2 separate regions of the Mus musculus genome follow, and region 1 is linked to region 2. Evidence: chromatin contacts called from public promoter capture Hi-C data. All regions are on one chromosome and are shown on one strand. Each heading gives the region's core, a stretch centred on a gene start, on an enhancer-like site or on the middle of the called end of the contact. The rest is flanking DNA. Distances are from core to core; before and after follow the strand shown.

What was found. Capture Hi-C pulls out chosen DNA fragments and counts their contacts.
Region 1: a contact with region 2 is called in a promoter capture Hi-C map of liver, with 2.6 times the contacts expected there. The contact joins the promoter of Catsperz here to the promoter of Rce1 in region 2. A contact is called at or near these places in 1 of 39 promoter capture datasets (liver), 1 of 484 Hi-C or Micro-C datasets (B cells), 1 of 115 datasets of contacts at active chromatin or transcription factors (embryonic forebrain) and 2 of 9 other capture datasets (adipose tissue and liver).

Annotation. Positions count from the first base shown.
Region 1 is chr19:6,924,047-6,926,746 of GRCm38.p6, reverse strand. It overlaps Catsperz (cation channel sperm associated auxiliary subunit zeta), which reads left to right and starts at 1,367. Exons shown (of 5, transcript NM_001039494.2): 1 at 1,367-1,455; 2 at 1,641-1,953. The coding sequence starts at 1,438. Kcnk4 (potassium channel, subfamily K, member 4) reads left to right here. Exons shown (of 7, transcript NM_008431.3): 7 at 372-1,085. The coding sequence ends at 764.
Region 2 is chr19:4,624,318-4,627,017 of GRCm38.p6, reverse strand. Rce1 (Ras converting CAAX endopeptidase 1) reads left to right here and starts at 1,373. Exons shown (of 8, transcript NM_023131.2): 1 at 1,373-1,585; 2 at 1,723-1,825; 3 at 1,922-2,005; 4 at 2,255-2,333. The coding sequence starts at 1,401. Gm960 (predicted gene 960) reads left to right here. Exons shown (of 15, transcript NM_001033447.3): 15 at 828-1,177. The coding sequence ends at 1,177.

The DNA of each region.
Region 1 (2,700 bases), core at 118-2,617, 2.3 Mb before region 2:
CTGGGTTATAGAATGAGACTCTGTTTCAAAAACAACAGAACTAGAAAGGCCAGTTATATGTGAATTTCAGATGAACAACGAATACGATTTTAAGCTATGTCCCAAATATTGCATGAGTCGTCCTGGTTTTGTAATTTATCTGCATTTTGCTAGCCAAATACAGAGAGGCAGTGAAGGTTGAAACAAACCCGAGGCTTTCAAGAAAGGTTCCTAGAGAAGGGAGTGCTTTTGGGCCAATGCAGGAAGGGACAGTGTGGCTCTGGGATCATCCACAGGCTGAGGTTCAAGGGTCAGGCAAAAAGGTGGATGCAATTGGTAAAAGGGCAGCTTTCGGAGCTGCAATGGGTCGACCCCTTTTCCTCTCTGTGCAGATGGGTGGCCTAACGGCACAGGCTGCTAGCTGGACCGGCACAGTGACAGCGCGAGTGACCCAGCGAACTGGGCCCAGCGCCCCGCCGCCAGAGAAGGAGCAACCACTCCTGCCCTCCTCTTTGCCGGCACCGCCTGCTGTTGTTGAGCCAGCCGGCAGGCCCGGCTCCCCTGCACCCGCAGAGAAGGTTGAGACTCCGTCCCCGCCCACGGCCTCAGCTCTGGATTACCCCAGTGAGAATCTGGCCTTCATCGACGAGTCCTCAGACACGCAGAGTGAGCGTGGCTGTGCCCTGCCTCGGGCTCCTCGGGGTCGCCGCCGACCCAACCCATCCAAAAAGCCTTCCAGACCCCGGGGTCCTGGGCGACTCCGAGACAAGGCCGTGCCGGTGTAGGGGCAGGATCTCTGGACCCGGATCCCACGCCAGGGCTTTCGCTCTTGCTGATGCTCAGGCATGCTTGGCTTATTTGACCAAAGAGCCGTCCCTCTTTTGTTCCACGTGGTTGCAACCCTGACAGGAGTCCAGTGGTTGCCAAATGCCACCGCTCTTCCCTGGCTGGTTCTTCACATCCAATCATTTCCAAAGCCCACCATCCAAGGCTTTCTGCCTCGCTCCCCTGCCGGTTTTGACCCTCACACCTCACAACTGTGCCTCAAAACCTGCACCAATAAAACAAAAACTCTGCACTACCGAGTGCATGCTCCTGGGTCCCAAGTGGGTGTGCGAGTGCTTTTCTCGCGCCACCATGGGCTTATATCAGGCCCACTGCCGTCCTTGGGCCCCCACACCGGACAAGTCATGCTCTTTTGGTTAAGTTCAGGTATTCAGACTCTTGTCTCTGCCTGGAGGAGACCCGGACTCGAAACTGGACTGGGTACTTCCAGTCTTGGCATTGATATTGGGGGTGGGAGCAACTTAGAGTCTTGATGCAATCTGCAGTTTGAAGTCTCCTCCCGCGAGACCACTATAACCATCCGGGAGGAGACTGCCCCTCCCCCTTCCTGGAGCGTGACCCCCCTCCCTTCTCGATTGAGCCCTGTGGATACTGGTCCGTTGGTGCAGGACGATGGAGGAAAGCGTCAAAGTAAGAAGTCTGCCCGAGTTCCCCAAGCCCAGACGAACCTTAGTACTCCTTCAGGTCTTTAGAGTAACCTGCCATTCAGCCTGGGGGCTTGGCAGCTCTCCTAGAGTCCCCAATCCCAGTCCAGTCTCCCTGCTCCCTCCAGCTCCCTGAATTCCTTGGCTACCTTACCTGTGTGTGACCCGCAGCCGGTGCCCAAACACGCAAACCATCGCCGCAGCTCGGTCAGATCCAGCCTGTACGGAGATGTTCGTGACCTATGGAGCACGGCCACGATGTCCACAGCGAATGTGTCGGTATCCGACGTCTGCGAGGACTTCGACGAAGAGGGCAAATCTGTAAGAAACAGGATTCGCAAGTACAGCCAGACCATTTCTATTAGGGACAGCCTCAACCTCGAGCCAGAGGAGATCCAGCAGCAAGCACGTCGAGAGCTTGAACTGTGCCATGGCAGGTCCTTGGAGCATGGGGAGGACCACGAAGAATCTGAGACCTCCTTAGGTCAGTATAGCCTCGCCGAGGCGATGGGTGTGCCATAAGGGTGGGGCTAGCCCGGGTCTTAAAGTGCCTTCCTGCAAAATGGGGGTAAGCCCATAGAAACCCAAGTTTCTAGGATTTCTTAGGAGAGGGCTCAGGCGAGAACCGTTCACGCTTTAACTCAGACATTCTCTGAGCTCCCCCTACCGGGCAGGCGTCCTACTACGAGGAACCCGGGAAACGCACAGGCAAGCAGGTCAATGAAGACCTAGTCAGTTTTTTGTTTGTTTTTTTTGTTTTGTTTTGTTTTGTTTTGCTTTTTATCTTAATGTGGTGCTGGGGGTCGAACCGAGTACATCACTCTTGGTAGGAAAATTCTTTACCACTAAGCATATTTCGAGCCCTCCCTCACCTGTGCGTTTAATTTCATCACTGCACCAGCTGAAAGGACAGAATTCCTTCCCTGGCTGGGATCTGGCTGTTTGGAAGTCTCTCTTTTGGTCAATAGTTACTTTATTGTTGCTTTGTATTTCTTTTTGGAATGAGAGTCTCACTGTATAGCCCAAGATGACCTTGGATCTTGGTATCTTCCTGAGTGTTGGGGTTACACACAGTATGCCAAGCACTGTTTGAGATGTGTATGTGTCCATCCTCTGTCCCGTCCGTTTCCACCTTCATCAAGCAATGAGTACTGATAAGAACCCAGTATTCAGGAAGCTGTGAATTCAAAGCTAGCCCGGTCTAGATACCAAGTTCCAGGATAGTTAGGTC
Region 2 (2,700 bases), core at 124-2,623:
CTTGGAGTAGCAACCGCATGCATTCCTACTTTAAAGCTACTCAATAGGACTTGTGCGTTGTACTTAGTATGTGCACATTAGCCTTTCCAGAGAAACGTGCATTCATTGACTCAGGAGGAATCAGCCAAGGCAAGACTCTGTAAATCTGCACCTGCGAGGCTGGGGATGTAGCTCAGTGTCAGAGTTGGTTTGCTTGTCAATACCGAGTTTGATCCTCCTCTGTGTTTGTTCTTCCAAAACTGGATCTACTACGGATTAGTGATGGTGGTTCCCAACCTTCCTGACGCTGCCACCTTTTAATACAGTGCCTCGTGCTGTGGTGATCCCCAACCATACAGTTATCTTCAGTGTTACTAATTAACTGTCATTTTGCCACTGTTATGCACCACAGTGTAAGTATCTGATGTGCGACCCGCAGGTTGAGAACCGCTGAGCTAAAGCATGTTCACGAGTGTCTAATTCCAGCACTTGGGTGTTAGAAGCAAGATGATCACTTTAAGGCTAGCCTGGGTTTCAAGAGAGTCTGTCTGAACATCAACAACAAAAAGCTGCCTCTGTAGTAACTGCCTAGAACAATACCAGAGAGAGATTGAGTTGCTTATTGCCCGAAGCAAAGCTTAGGTTCAGAGAGGAACTTGAAATGCATATCACCTAGTTTGGGCGGAAAGTTAGATGTCGCCTATCATGGGAGGTCAGGTACTGAAATGTTTTCATCCGGAAAGGTGGAGCGGGAGAGTTAATTTAGAACGATACCCCTGCCCCAACAATCTCTGTAGCATTGGCACAAATCTTCGGGAGTAAGATGAAATGGGCTTGTTCTCTCCTAGAATCCATCGGGCAAGCAGAAAACAAGAGGCCCAAGAGGGGCAGCCCCAACCATGGCAGGGAAGAATCGCGAGTTCTGGGCTCAGCAAGAGACCGGAGCCCGCCAAAATCCGCCACGCGCGACCGCGAGCTCACCGAGGTCTCCCTCACTGCTAGAGGATCGCAGACCCAAGCGGCCCACGGCAGGGCCCAGGCGGCAGAGGCAGCTAGCCCTGCGGGCGGCCTGGAGGTACCGCAGCGAGAGCAGGGCGGGTGCGGGCCTGAGCTACCACCGCCGGGTCCTCACCACCGCCTCCTCTGCTCCCGCAGGACTTGTGGCTACAGGAGGTATCCAATCTGTCCGAGTGGCTGAATCCGGGACACAGGTCCTAAGCATTCTCTCTGAGACGCCCAGCAAGCCAAGGAAGCCCGGGACACGTGTGTCACAACTTCTGTATTTCAATAAAGCCGTTCCAAGCACAAAGTATCAACTATCGTGCAAGGGGAGGGGCGCCCGGGGGACCCGACAACTCGCGCCGCCGCCTGACGTCACCTACGCCGTCGCGTCACTGCCGCGCGCCACGGGTCCGGGCGTGATGGCGGCGCTGGGCGGGGACGGGCTGCGTTTACTGTCGGTATCGCGGCCAGAGCGGCAGCCCGAGTCAGCCGCGCTGAGCGGCCCGGGCTCGGGGCTGTGCTGCTGGGTGTCTGTGTTCTCCTGCTTCAGCCTCGCCTGCTCCTACGTGGGCAGCCTCTACGTGTGGAAGAGCGAGCTGCCCAGGTGCGGGGGATGCGCGCGCGGCCGGGATCTGCGCCCTCGTGGGGCGGGGCTGCGGGCGGAGCTTGGGCCGGACGGGGGTGGGGCCGCGTTGGCGTGGTTGCTGCAGGCCCCCCGGAACTTACTGTCCCTTTTCCTAGGGACCACCCCGCTGTTATCAAGCGGCGTTCCACCAGTGTCCTGGTAGTGTCCAGCTTGTCCCCTCTTTGCGTGCTGCTCTGGAGGGAACTCACTGGCATCCAGGTGCGAAGGAGGTGGGTGGGGCACAGGGCAGCTAGGGGAAGAATCTAGAATTTTGTGGGAGGGAACATCACTAACGCCCCCTTTCCTGTGGCTCAGCCAGGCACATCACTGCTTACCTTGATGGGCTTCAGGCTGGAGGGCATTTTCCCAGCAGCGCTGCTGCCCCTGCTGCTAACTATGGTGAGTCCTGCTTTATTTTTCCAACTCTGTTGTCACTAGTGTAATGACGTGCCCTGCTTGGGTACAGCTTTTGGCAGATGGAAGACAGGAATTATGATGTGGCCCCCTAAGCTTCTGGTGTACATGGCTGGGAAACCCTAGAACTCAGGAAACCTGAGGTCTGGTGAGGCTGACCAAGGGCATAGGTGTGGGCAAGGTCATTGGATTGTGGTAAAAGGCTTTCATTTTATGTTTGCCCCCCCCCCCCAGATCCTTTTCCTGGGTCCACTGATGCAGCTCTCTATGGATTGCCCTTGTGACCTGACAGATGGGCTGAAGGTTGTCCTGGGTGAGTCTTCAAGACTGAGGAAAAGGTAGGCACAGGCAGTCCAGAACACTGGGGAAAGGAGTCAGTGAGATGGTGTGATCTGGACTGAAGAGGTGAGATGTCACCTCTCAGCGTGTGTTTCCACATCAGTAAAATGGATTACATTGCTGAGTACCCTGTAAGTGTGATACTCAAGGAGGCCTGTCTGGACCACAAACAGCACTTGATATGGGCCAGACAGCATCTTCCCCTGCTCTCTCATCATTTGGCTTCCCCAAAGATTGGCCTTGGTAAAATTTGGGTGCCTCTGGAATTTTCTGTGACTCCCTCATCTACTGCTGCCTTCCCTTCCTGCTGCCAGCCATCTCAAGCCGTTGTAATTTGGTCT